5 separate regions of the Sus scrofa genome follow, and regions 2, 3, 4 and 5 are each linked to region 1. The links are chromatin contacts, called in public Hi-C and HiChIP or PLAC-seq maps. All regions are on one chromosome and are shown on one strand. The core of a region is the stretch at or near the end of the contact, and the rest is flanking DNA. Distances in the headings are between cores, read along the strand shown. Region 1 has its middle 100 kb from the start of RFX6. Region 2 overlaps ROS1 (proto-oncogene tyrosine-protein kinase ROS). Region 3 holds the start of VGLL2 (transcription cofactor vestigial-like protein 2). Region 4 holds the start of FAM162B (protein FAM162B). Region 5 has its middle 33 kb from the start of VGLL2.

The links. Hi-C and Micro-C count contacts between places; a contact is called where the count stands out from the background. HiChIP or PLAC-seq counts read pairs in DNA pulled down with a chosen protein or histone mark.
Region 2: a Hi-C map of skeletal muscle shows a contact between it and region 1, with 9 times the contacts expected there. The contact joins two enhancer-like sites. A contact is called at or near these places in 11 of 47 Hi-C or Micro-C datasets (brain, embryonic fibroblasts, fetal liver and 4 more) and 1 of 2 datasets of contacts at active chromatin or transcription factors (skeletal muscle).
Region 3: an H3K27ac HiChIP or PLAC-seq map of skeletal muscle shows a contact between it and region 1. The contact joins the promoter of VGLL2 here to the enhancer-like site in region 1. A contact is called at or near these places in 6 of 47 Hi-C or Micro-C datasets (embryonic fibroblasts, epiblast stem cells, fetal skeletal muscle and 2 more) and 1 of 2 datasets of contacts at active chromatin or transcription factors (skeletal muscle).
Region 4: a Hi-C map of skeletal muscle shows a contact between it and region 1, with 4 times the contacts expected there. The contact joins the promoter of FAM162B here to the enhancer-like site in region 1. A contact is called at or near these places in 1 of 5 promoter capture datasets (liver) and 10 of 47 Hi-C or Micro-C datasets (brain, embryonic fibroblasts, epiblast stem cells and 5 more).
Region 5: an H3K27ac HiChIP or PLAC-seq map of skeletal muscle shows a contact between it and region 1. The contact joins two enhancer-like sites. A contact is called at or near these places in 3 of 47 Hi-C or Micro-C datasets (embryonic fibroblasts and subcutaneous adipose tissue) and 1 of 2 datasets of contacts at active chromatin or transcription factors (skeletal muscle).

What each region holds. Positions count from the first base shown.
Region 1 is chr1:44,721,567-44,724,124 of Sscrofa11.1, reverse strand. No RefSeq gene overlaps it. Among named protein-coding and RNA genes, the nearest start is that of RFX6, 100 kb to the left of the region's middle. Within about 2 kb of position 1,289, at least 4 of the 83 cell types and tissues checked have an H3K27ac peak or open chromatin away from gene starts, as enhancers often do. A contact at or near this core is called in fetal skeletal muscle and skeletal muscle, where this site is marked.
Region 2 is chr1:44,483,395-44,485,952 of Sscrofa11.1, reverse strand. It overlaps ROS1 (proto-oncogene tyrosine-protein kinase ROS), which reads right to left. Exons shown (of 44, transcript XM_021089102.1): 29 at 2,474-2,558; 30 at 1,472-1,704; 31 at 1,188-1,364. Among named protein-coding and RNA genes, the nearest start is that of VGLL2, 73 kb to the left of the region's middle. Within about 2 kb of position 1,287, at least 1 of the 83 cell types and tissues checked has an H3K27ac peak or open chromatin away from gene starts, as enhancers often do. A contact at or near this core is called in skeletal muscle, where this site is marked.
Region 3 is chr1:44,556,357-44,558,914 of Sscrofa11.1, reverse strand. VGLL2 (transcription cofactor vestigial-like protein 2) reads left to right here and starts at 1,282. Exons shown (of 4, transcript XM_013985005.2): 1 at 1,282-1,407. The coding sequence starts at 1,327.
Region 4 is chr1:44,888,292-44,890,849 of Sscrofa11.1, reverse strand. FAM162B (protein FAM162B) reads right to left here and starts at 1,268. Exons shown (of 5, transcript XM_005654391.3): 1 at 815-1,268; 2 at 578-667; 3 at 560-575. The coding sequence starts at 986. LOC110260274 (a long non-coding RNA gene) reads left to right here and starts at 1,267. Exons shown (of 3, transcript XR_002343261.1): 1 at 1,267-1,401.
Region 5 is chr1:44,589,619-44,592,176 of Sscrofa11.1, reverse strand. No RefSeq gene overlaps it. Among named protein-coding and RNA genes, the nearest start is that of VGLL2, 33 kb to the right of the region's middle. Within about 2 kb of position 1,271, at least 3 of the 83 cell types and tissues checked have an H3K27ac peak or open chromatin away from gene starts, as enhancers often do. A contact at or near this core is called in skeletal muscle, where this site is marked.

The DNA of each region.
Region 1 (2,558 bases), core at 40-2,539:
TGATTGATTTTCAGCTTCAAGACTCAAACAAAAAAAAACTGGCAAGAAGATCTGGAAAGAATATCTTGGAATAGATTTCACAAAGCTGCATCACTGTCAGAATAACCAACACTTGCTATATTAATTAGATTCAGCAGATAGGAGATTCTTAAGTCAATAACCCAGTAATATTTTATATAAAGATTCTCATTTATCTGAAACATAAAAACACATGCTATTTTTAAAAGGCCTTTACATCCATATTGTATTTAATGTGAGTGGGTTTCAATTATAATAGAGAGTACGATCCATCTGATAAAGATTGGGTTGAAATCTTAGGGAGGAGGGGCAGTGGGCGCCCACTGTTTGAGAAGTAGTATTAGGCCTCCTTATCCAGATTTTATGGCACCAAGTGGATTTTCCTTCCCTCTCACCTTCACTCACTGAATATATAATAATTTTAAAAAGTAGAATCACTTCCAAGAACTAAAAAGTCTCATAATAAGTCTAACAGACAAACACCTCATTTTACAATGGGACCTGTTATCCACCCTATTGCTCTGTACTTGTCACATTCTGGTGCCATTTCAAGTGAGTACTGAGTAAATCCAGTTGTGCAAATAATTAATATAGATAAATCCAGCAAAATGAAAAATTTCTCATGTTCATATTTGTACCTATCCATTTGCATACAGAAAACATCCTCATATAAACATATGAGCTCAAACTCCACACCCTCTTTACCCATTGACATTGGATTTCAAGAAAATAATGTTTCTATAAAAATTTCAGTTCCATCCACAGACTATACAAAAAAAAAACCCTCACTGATGTAAAACTGATCATCCAACAATATAGCTTCAAAATTCACATAAATTGTAGTTTTTCATTCCAGAGGTCCTGACATATGCAAGCAAGACTTGAGATATTGTACTATCCTTACAGTACTTGAACGAGACAGATAAGAGATAAACTAGTCAGACCCACATTTATTTGGTAGAAAGTTGTTAAAAGCACAATAAGGAAAGTAGCAACCATCAAAGACAGCTTCCTTCTTATAAATAATACGTTGTCTTCTTGAGCAATATAACTTTGTATCTGATGCCTGTGGTTGGAAATACTTTTCATTTCTAGAGAAGCCAAATTGCCTATCTGTGTTCTTGTGACACCAGGTTTTGGCTTGTATAAATGAGCGCAAGATAAATCCGGTGCTAACAAAGAAAAGAAGGGACTTCCACATAAGGGTACAAGGACAGTGAGCATTTGCCACTCCCAGGTCTCCTGGTCTCCTTTCCTAGAGTCATGGGAGCTGTTGGTCATTTCTTTTTAGTGGGCAAGAGTCAACTGACTCCCCATTCCTGGTGCCACAGGCCTGAAAGCTTGGGATGGAAAACAATTTCGACATTCGCCACTTGGACTCCCGCCCTTAGCAGGCACATTTGTTGTTCATACATGGTCTTTTGGCTGCCTTCTCTCCCAGCCATCTGTTAAGAGAGGCATTGTGCCTGCTCAGATGGAATGGTGCCACTATTTCTAAGAGACTCTCACAAAATATAGGTCTTAACTACCTTGACTTCACAAAGTTCAAACTACATTTACCAACTGGAATTGCATTTTAAAATTCGGCAGAGCTGAGTGGTGAAAGGCTGAATTCTACGTCCAGTTAAATCGTGAGATTCCAAAAAGAATTATTTAAGATTTACTTTCAATGAGTGGACAATGAAATTGAATGCTACATTTTCCATGATTGAATACAAGGTATAAATACAGCTGCACACATCACTGTTTTCTCCTTTCATGTGACCAGCTTGAGAAAACAGCGACTCTACACCTGTTATCCTTTTATCTTCAAGACCACACGTCTCATCGATTCACAGAGATTGTTTATACATTTAGAATATTTAATTGATTATGGATCAGCCCATGTGAGCTCCAACTGTCATTAGCAAGGCTGTAAGAGGGATAAGAGACTTACTCTATGAAATCCACCAGGACAGAGATCGCCTTTCCAAAGAAGGTTAGGTTGAGCCTTTTGCACCTTTCAACTAGTACATTTTCAAGCTCACCATTTCCCCTCAAGGTTTTAATGTGTCTCCTCCCAGATTCTTAAGCATCTCAGAGTGGAGTTTGAGCCCATCTCCAGGTCTCTGTCAAGTTTCATCTTTCCACTAGATAGGTCATCAGGTTTTACAGCCAACTTGTGTATCCTTCCGCATTTGGCTCATGGTCATTTCGCACATCCACATCTGGATTGGAAAGCAAAGCTAATCTGGGATGCAAGCCTTGCAAATCCAGCCAAATACCACCTGAATGAGCTCTAGCTCTCAATCAGACAATAAGTATTGCAGTTGTGCATAAACCACCAAATTTCCTCATTTCAAGTCTTTATCCTCTCTCCAGTTGGAAAAGAAATGATTCCTTAACTGAAAGCTAACATTAAAATAATTACATAAAATCATGCATTTTAAAATAAGTATCAAATTTATAGTATCATGCTCCTGCTCAAGACTAAATAAAATATGAGAAATTTGATTTTTACGTAGAAAATGGAATTTATAAGTTTTCCCCCAAAAGATGTG
Region 2 (2,558 bases), core at 38-2,537, 240 kb after region 1:
GCATTGCTATGGCTGAGGTGTAGGCAAGCAGCTGTAGCTCCAATTCGACCCCTAGACTGGAAACCTCCATGTGCCTCGGGTGCGGCCCTAAAAAAAAAAAAAAACCAAAAAGATTACCAAAAATATTTTATTTCGTAAAATTTTAAAACATCCTGGAGAGCAACTTCAGTTTTAAAGAAATATGAAGCCAGGACTATACTGATTTTTTTTTTTTAAGTTCCTTCTGGACAAAACACTCCCAACCAATCTTTACAAATGTGGATATGCAAATATATAATAGTGAAAAAGGAAATGTCACAATTATAAAAACTTAATAGTCTATTAAGTGTATCAGTATAAAAATCAATGTAGACTTTCCTGGAAATGAATTCATTAATTGATGCATAAATTTAATAGGTATTTTCACAATGGTTAAACCATAAAGATTTTTGGATGAATAACCATTTAAAGTTTACGATCAATATCAAACTAGTATAGGATAAACTGGCTTTATATTTTATTTCTCTCCTGTTGCCATATTACCTTTAAATGGTTGAAAGAACATTTCTAAACAATACTAAGTTTATATTTATTCACTTCTTTCATTTTTTTCATAGAAAACACCAAATTGTTATGGACTTTAAACTAGAGGACCAAGCTGATAACATCTAAAGTAAGTAAAATATTATGAAACCAGTGAACCATAACTTATATCCTACTTATGGAAACTTTTAAGAGCAATTTAATCTCTCCGATAATTTTTTCCATCAGAAATTAATTAGTCTAGATGGCTTACTGCTTCTATCTGGAAAACCTGAATTGATGAATGCTGACAACTATATTGCTCATTTATACAATTGAATGCCCTAGAGATATTTTTTTAAAGGCCTTCTGATTTATTCTATAGCATAAAACAAAGATTTGCATTAAAAGTGTATGGTGAGGAGTTTCCATTAATGGCTTAGCGGGTTAAGAACCTGACATAGTATCCGTGAGGTTGCAGGTCCAATCCCTAGCCTCACTCAGTGGGTTAAGGATCTGGTGTTGCCACAAGGTGCGGTGTAGGTTGTAGATGTGGCTCAGATCTGGTGTTGCTGTGCCTGTGCTTGTGGCCTTAGCTGCAGCTCTGATTCGAACCCTAGCCTGGGATCTTCCATTTGCCTTGGGTGCATCCATTTAAAAAAAAATAAGTGTATGGTGAGATGTACCTTTTGGAGTTCAAACCAGAAGCTGATGAGGTTAACATTAGATGGAGCCTTCCAACCTAGTTGCAAACTCGTGTTCTCTGGAGCCAAGGCATAAGGTTTCTCTGGTGTGTCAAACGTTTCAACAGTGACAGGCTGACTCTCTGCACACCACATTTCCTCAGCATGGCAGGCCAGAACCTTTTCGTTAAAAAAAACAAAAACAAACAAACAAAAAAAACTGCTTAACCTTTCTTGAACCTTGCACTTGAGAATGGCAATGAAAGTACCCAATACACTCACCGTACCTTTAACACATAAAGTTTTCCACCAGACAGTCTAGTAACAAGGAGAGAGAGCCTTCCATTTGGATATTCACTTGGCCTGAGTGGAGTCTCGGGAACTGAAGCCAGGTGCGAGATTGCCACCTGATAGCGGACCAACTCTTTAGGTCCGTTTGGCTTGTGAGATTCTCTCCAGGATATAACAAGGCTGGTGTCTGACTGCACAGTTGTGTTAATGAGCTCAACTGCCTCTGGTACTGAAATAAATAGCAACGCACAATAAGTGATGTTGCAACAGCACTGAAAGATGGAAAGAAGTAATGGAGTCTTGGTTGAGGAATAAGCATATCATGTGAGCAGAATGAATGACAGATGTTCTGAAGGAAAGCCAGCCTCTTATGTAACACTAAGTTAACAGACTGCCTGAAAGGCTCTTGCTTATTTTTGCCTAATAACTGAATCATTCTCTGACTCCAGCTCAAGGATATGGCCAATGATGATGAGTAACCTAATTCAAGTGAGTTTTGTGAATGCCATCAGCAACCTGTGAAAGAAATGACATCCACTCATAATAACCTCCACCTCTTAAAACACCTTTATAGATTCTAGATCCATTTTCTCTAAGGCAATGATGTTATATTACTTTATATCTCAGTCGCCACGGTAAAATTCTCAAAGAAAAAAGAATTGGCTTTCCTAGGTCTCACCACATGGACAGAGACTGATAAATACACAGGAAGAGAGTGACACTCTGTGGTGAGTCCAAAGAATGTGTTTCCAGTCACCCAGAATTGATCATGTTTTGCCTTATGGTTGCTTTTTCATTTTGGTGGGATATTATCCATCATCTTCTGGTGTTAGGATAAGGATTATGCCATCAGACTATTCCACAAGTACATTTTTCTTTTAAGCTTTAAAATCTCACATAAAGATTACTTAGCATCCAGATAAAAACTAATGGAGGCATACACATCACAAGTATTGCAAAATTCCGCTCTAGAAACCCACACCACGCACATAACTCACCTCCACTTTTAGTTTTTCCCCAAATCTCTTTTCCCAGAGGTAATTGTTCCAAAGGATCTGAATAATAATTCTTTACAGCTATCTG
Region 3 (2,558 bases), core at 33-2,532, 170 kb after region 1:
CTCGCCTCCCCACAGAGCCAGGGGAGGGGTACTTGGGATGGACGGAAAGAGTCACAGGAAGTAGGTCCGAGCCTGGAGAACTCTCGAGGCACGAAACAGAACGGCTATCAGCAATGCACGTTTCACAATTGGAGTGTATCCTCTTTCACCTCTAAAATGAAACAATCGCAGCTGCTGTTTTACCCGCTATAGAGTCAGCAAAAGCCCTCTCTGACCTCCCTGCAATTCCTAGGATAATTGCTCTTGCAGCCAACGAGTCCCTGTTCCAAAAAGTTACTGAAACTTTAAAGGATGCCGGCCGAGAAGACTCGGGGCGGCAGGGGGCTGGGTAAGCCTCCAGGACTCCTCGAAAGCTGCTTGTACCGGGAGGAGCCAGAGCCGGGGCGTGAACAACGGGTTCGGATGGAGGATGTCAAAGAGAAAGGGGAGGGGTCACACTCTAGAGGGGCAGAAGGGACCCGCTCCAGTAAGTGGAACTGAGGTGTGGGAGCAGGCGGCGGGTTTGCCAGCTTGGAGAGGGCGCAAAGGAGGTGCCACAGGGCAGCGGTTACATGCTTCAGCCGCTGCCATTTCCCTGCAGAGAAAGCTCCTCGGCGCGGAGAGGAGTTCCCGGACTCTGACACCGTAACTGCAACGACCCGGATCTCTTAAGGGATTCCTGAGGATAGCGCCTTTCCTCCCCAGGAGCTGAGAGCAGAGAATCTTCCCCACCTCGCCACCCCCGGACACACACACACAGCTCTCCATTGTGAGGCCGAGACTCTCCCACAACACCTTTACCCACCAGGCTACAACTTTCTCTCTCAGTGTTATAGAGCCCCCGTTTCTCCCTGTCCCTCCGCCCCCTCCTGCCTCAGCCTGGGAAATCCCAATTCCTCACCGTGCGAAGCCCCAGGGCTCAAGCCCCGGGCTACGCCGTTCGCCGCACCCTTGGCCAAAGGCTCTTGGGGAGGGTAGCCTGGAGAAACTCACCGGCAGCCCCTCAGTCCCTTGTCCCTCGCACCCCATTGCTCCCACCCGTCCCCGCCCATGTCTCCCCCACCCTCCACGGCCTGGGAGTGGCGTCAGCACGCCCGCCCCGCGTGGGGTTTAAATGCCCACTAGCTGGAGCCCGGGAGCTTCTATCCCGGAGCGCGGTGGCGGCTGGAATTGCAGGAGTGGGAGGGGAGCGTGCGAGCGGGATCCCGAGCCGCGGAGCGCGCTGCCCCTCGCTCCGCCGCCGATGACTCCGGAGCTTAAGTCCAAGTGCCGCGCATGCAGCATCCCGGCCCTCCGCCGACCGAAAGTTGAGGATAAAACATTTAACCGTCTCCGCTGCGGGGAGCCATGAGCTGTTTGGATGTTATGTACCAAGTCTACGGTCCTCCCCAGCCTTACTTCGCAGCCGCCTACACCCCCTACCACCAGGTACGTGTCTCCCGCCCTACCCGCCTCCCCCACACCCCCGCCCATGCCTCGAAGACAAGTGGCGCGCCGCGGCTTTTCCAGCACCGCTGGTACTCTAAGGTCCTCCGCGCCTCCGCGCGGGTCCCTTGCGTCGGAAAAGAGGCGTGCTCCTCCCGGATGTGAGGACTGCCCGCGTTGCCATCCAGTAGGTTAAACTAGCCCGTTTAGCTTCCCCACTGGCTCTCTCCGGAAGGCAGCTATATCCTGCAAACGCTTGCCCGGGTCTTCCTGGGAATAATCAAACGAGGATCTCGCGGGCTGCACTGTTCTCTTAGTGTTGAACTCCAGGTTCTTCCGAGCCCGGAGCTGGTGCAGGGAGAGGTGAGCACAGCTCACGCAGGGAAAACCAAGCTTTGGTCTTAAAGGTAAGAGTGACAACAAAACAAAAGCAAAGGCCTGTCTCTCGCTGTCTGAGATGCAGACTCGCGTTCTCATCCCTGCAAGCTTATCTAAGGCTTTTTTTTTTTTTTTTTCCATTTCAATTCTCAGGCAATCAGGCCAATTCATTCCAGAATCAGAGAACTCTTTACAAAGAAAACTGCGCGAAACTCACAGGTTTTAGCTGTCTTTGTTCGAAAAGTTCTGGGGAACATTATTGGGTTCGATTGAGCTGGCAAGAGGCAAGCTTCATAGATAATGCTTCACCTTTCTCCAGCATGAATAGCCGAATCGCGTTGCCCTGCCGTCAACAAACCCACTTTTGAGAAGACCACTTAACCCGGATTCTGCAAACTCTTCTTCAAGTTTCGCTTAATTATTCCAGTTCTTCTATTTTCAGAGCTGTATCTAGTAGAACAGCTTTTCTTCTCATTCTTCAGCTGATATAGTCGAAACTGAGGACAGTAGTCCAGGAAATGAATAAGATCACGCTGGGGGGTGGGGGTGGCCCCTCTAAGAGTCCAGACCAGACCAGCTTGGAAAATGAGGGCCTGGACTCTTGTTTCCAGAAATTGAAATACACCTGCTGGAGTCCATGCTTTTGCCAATTTTGCTTGCAGGGTTTCTATTTGAAAATTTCCTGATGAATTAATGACGGGATGGGTAGATTTTTCATTTTGCTTTCCCCACCTTCTCTCCTTTTAAAAACTTTCCAACCAGAAGTTTGTTTAGTA
Region 4 (2,558 bases), core at 19-2,518, 170 kb before region 1:
GAGTCCTAGTCCAAGAATCCCGGGCTCAGAGGGCTGCAGAACCGCGTATACCAGGCATCTCCCTCTCCAGGAGTGGATGTGGCTTCTTCCCAGAGACTCTCCAGCCACCCCACGAGCCATGATTACTCCTTGGGTGCAGCAGGAAGCCGCCGCCCTGAACAGAGCCCCTCTTTCTCTGTTGTCCCCGCAGCCCCTTGGGTGCTCGAGAGGACAACGGTGCCTTCGGTTAGGCCTAAGTACTCCTCTGTCTCACCACCTGGAGCTCGCTAGGGGCGGGTATCCGGGCGCCATGGAAGTGCCCATTGAACTTCAGGGTTTTCACTCAACTCCAACAATCCCCTTTTCCGCTTAGTTTAGTTCCCAGACTAGTCAGGAAGCTTGGCATTTAACCGTACTAGGGGGCCGTAGACAAATTCCTTAAGGTGGAAGGTATTGCTAGGAAGACCTGCTTGGCTCCGCGGCCGCCTTCGTTCTAGGTCGAGAGGTGAGTGGATAGACCCTCCAACCCCAGCGCCCTCCCCGGCGCACGCACCCGGGGCCAGGCACAGGCTACACTTACGGGATCCTAGGGGGATCTCTTCCATCGCTTTGAAACGTCCGGTCCACAGCAAGATCTTCTTGTCGAATTGCGACGGCTTATGCTCGGCGGGGACCCTGTGGACCCTCCCTGCTGCGAAAGCGACAGGCTTGGTGTTGGTCGGAAGAACCGACAGACCGACGGCACAGAGAATCACCCCTCAATCCCCTAGCCGCGGCTCCTCGCCCGCCCCTCCTCGGACCCCTCGCTCCCAGGCCATTTCCAGCCCCCACTCACCGGAACCCTGAGGCTCCGAGCCGCCCGGGGCCCCGCCACTGGAGTACTGAGGAAGACCCCGGGGCCGGAGAGATGCTACCGGCCGCCTCGAGGTTTCTGGCGGTGCTCCCGGGGCGCAGCGGGGGATGCACCCCGAGCGGAGGCGCAGGAGGCTCCCGACCGCGGCGAGCATGATGCGCCTTGTTCCCGCGCCCGCGGCGAGCCGGAGCCCGCGCTTGAGCTCCGGGGGCCCCCTGCCCCTCCCCACTTCGCGTCGCTCCCGGGGGAGCCCCAAGCGCGCAGCTGGAGTCCGACGTGCCCACCCTCGGCTCCCGGACCCGCCCCCTGCCGGCGACCCGAGACCGGGACATCGCGACCCCAGGGCTGAGTCCTTCGCCTGGTAGGACTCAGGGAGCGGCCTGCCTCTGCTGGACTACTTTCCTCCGAGACGGCTCCGTGCGGCTGGTTTTAAGGGCATTTCTTACTCTTGAGTAGAAACGTGTTTTCATCGGGCTTTCGCCCTTTGGTTCCACTGTTCCCTGCCCAAGGGAATAAATCTCCCTCCTCTTCTCCAGGGAAAGCCAACAGTCGCTCCAAATGTTTACCAAGTAAGTGTAAGGACTTTGTCAAAAGACTTCTGATTTTCCCATGAGGACGTATTTTGAAGTTAGCGCCTCACCCCGCCCTCCACTCCCATACTTTTATCGTTTCTGGGCAAAACAACGGCAACTGCTTTTTGTTACCTCTTCATGTCTTAGACCAGAAAGTCCCCAAACTCCCTGTCAAAGGAGCTTTTCTTCTACTTTCCACCATCTTCCCTCTCAAAAAGAGGGCAGAATCCACTATTCTCTGGGATTTAAATGAGAGCAGGGACTCAGAGAAGGCAGAGAAGGGCTCTTAGGAAAGCTAAGTGGAAGGAACTTACTTTTTCTACCTACTCATAGTCCGGGGAAGACAGATCTCAGCCAAGTGGAAGCGCCCTTAAGAACCCAGCCCCAGGCCCAGCCCATCCTCCCCTTGACTGTCTCTGAGGTTCTTCCCCTGCCCAGACACTAACTTACTTTTAGTTGGATTTTCAGGTGTTTCTTTTCTCCCTAACTAGACTTTAGGCACTTGAAGGCAAGATCTCTGTCTTTCACATAATGGTATTTAACAAAAGAACACAGATGCATAACTCTGTAAAGAAATACGCATTTACAGGAGTGATTTTAGAAAGAATGTTAGCTTTGCCTTCATTCAACTTTAAACCCCTGATTTGTGACTTAAGGGTTACACAGTTATGAGGAGATCATTTTGGGGAGCCACACCCACAGCGTTCAGAAGTTCCTGGGCCTCACCATAGCAGCAACCCAAGCCACAGCAGTGACAATGCCTGATCCTTAACCTGCTGAGCCACCAGGGAACTCCCTATGAGCAAATCATTCAAGTCATCAATCTTGGCCTCATTTGTAAAATGAGAATTCCTGCCTCTCAAGTTCATTCCTGCAACCACTACAAAACAAACAAAACCCATACTGTATACACCAGCTACTTCTCAGAGCTGGACATGGAGCTGTGAACAATGCCAAGTGGGGGTTAGTAGATGAAGCAAAAAAAGCAAGATGAAACAAAGTAAGTAGGCATGAGGTGGAAGGATGGTTAGGGATACCCCTCCAAATGTGCCTGGCACATAATAACACTTCAAAGATGTTCTTTCCCTTCACATTGTTTAACTAGTCTGGAAACAGGGGCATTTTAATTCAAGAAATCTCCTGTAGGGAACTTT
Region 5 (2,558 bases), core at 22-2,521, 130 kb after region 1:
CACATTTTAGATTCCACATATAAGTGATATCATATGGTATTTGTCTTTCTTTTACTGACTTAACTACACTTATTATGAGAATCTCTAGATGGATCCATGTTGCTGCAAATGGCATTATTTTTTTCCTTTTTATGGCTGAGTAGTATTCCATTCACACAACACTGTAAATCAACTATACTCTAATTTAGAAAAGAGAGAGCTAGGATGGATCACAGCTATGACTAAGAAGGAAGGATCAACCTTGCAATTCCAGGGAGAATGGGTTCCTTAACCTGCAAGTGGCTATATGTGGAAGGAAAAAGAGGTGTTATTTGGTTGATTTGGTTTGGTTCTTTTTTTGTGTGTGGTTCATTTTTTTTTTGTTTGTGTTTTGGCCCTGGTATTAATTATTACGTAATGTAAAGAGTAACGACCTGTCTGGTTCCCCAGGTTTGAGTCCTTACAGATGCTAAAAAGCTCTGTCTCTTCAGACTTCCTCTGGACTTATAATGGCTTCATCTCTCAAACAAGTGTGCAGCTATGTACCTCCTATGTAAAAACAACTGCTTCCCTATATAATCCCTAAGCGCCAAGAAAAAAAATGTATTCACCACCCCCTCCAACCTTTCTTGCACTTTCAGTCTCTATATTTTCTTCATATCACTCTCTCCATCAATCTCATCCACACATTCTTTAAAATCTCAACACATCATCACTGAAAACAGAAATTATATTTCCCTTTAAAATATTCAGTAGATTGAATATGACAGTTAACCATGCACCATTTTATAAATACCTCTTCTATATTATCTCAAACTTATACTGAATTCTTTCTTGTTGTTTTATTTTTTCCTGCATTCATTTCTTGCCCCTAAATAGATCCTATGCTCCTTGAAGGGAGAGAAAATTTCTGATTCATCTCTGAATTCCCCACAATACCACATCCATAAAGTAGACAGTCAAAAGATATTGACTGAGATGCCTGGAAAAGTATGTGTAAAAAATATTTTTAAACAAGGTGTTATTGTTACTACTCTTTGCATTAGTTTTGATGACAATTCCTCTTCTATCAGATACTTGTCAAATGAAAGAGAATGCTGTAAACTCTCATACTTTAGACACTATAAATTCCCATAGTGCGGAAGACTTCCAAACTCTGATATCTTGGAAATCAAAAAATTACGTTAATCCAAAGGATATGGTTATATCTATTCCCTCTGCTTTTCACCATCCATGTCAATAGTTTGTTACATTGTTTCACTCCTTACTCTCCTCCTGCTAGAGCAGCCCATTTGCAACAGAACTGGGCTGCTGCGGCACTACTAGCAGGCTGAAAGGCAGAATACGGTCTAGCTGGTTAGTCTATTTTAATTCAGATTTTTCTCAATAGAAACAGGCTGCTAAGATGAATGTGACTGACACTGACCAATGGATAGATCCAATTTTTCTTAAGCAGGTATCTCTCTTTGTTGAAGACAAGTATGTCTTGTCACAATTTGGCTGCCTAATTTTAGCTCCAACTAGGGTTTGCTTAGCCACGAAGTTCCAAATCCAAGCCAGAAATAGGCAGAAGAGTGATGGTCATGTGTTTAACGAGATCCCAGGCAACAGGCCAACACACATTGGAGCTGGGGTGGAATTTCTTGCCCTGTGAAAATGCAGTGCTAAATCTTCCTCTCCCTCTTCTCTCTTTCTCTACAAGTGGATCTCTCCTGCACAGTGTGCTGGGCTGTCACCCGAAACTAATGAGGAAGATGTGTCTCCCAGCAATCTGAGCTACAGTCAAAAGTGCGTGACCTACCAGGCTTCACAGGCCAACTTGGACCATGATTTCTGGAATGGTTGGAAAAAGTATTTTAATATAGTTCACCTTGGTATACTATTTCATCAATAACTTCTAAAATTTCACAGGGTCCATCTTTAAAGTCCTTAGACATCCTCAGCTTACAACCCATAGTAGTACATTTTTTACTGTAGGAAATGAACTTCCTCACTTTCTCTTCCTCTTTCACTCACTGCCTTTCATTTAGACTTCTTTTTTTTTTTTTTTTTTTTTTTTTTTGGAGATGAAGTATGAACTCCCACACGACCTCCCATACTCACTCTTCCCTTTCCTTCTGGTTTATCAGTAACAGTTGAAGCATATTGACCAAGAAAAGTAATTATAAACATAATTTGTACTTTATAAATACCTAAAATTAGCTGTATGAGCATGTCTTCTTTCCTTTCATACCCCTTTCACAAAAACGTTACTACATGTTAAGTCACTATAGAGCAAAAGCAAAAAATAGCACATTTATAAATTTTATAAGTTTTATCATTTTTTTTCTAGGACTGATTCCACAGAAGACTTGAGAGAGAACATATAAAAATAAAACAGTCTCAAGGACCAGAAAAGACAAATAAGACCCATAATCTCATTCAGCTTAAAATCCTTAGGTCATTTTCAGATATTTTGTAGTTGTTAGCTACCTATAGTTGCCAAAATCAAGGAATCAACATGTATTACAACCAACTATAATATTTTAAGATGTAATTAATGTTCTAAATTTAACAAAAAGAAAAACATTTTATCCTAG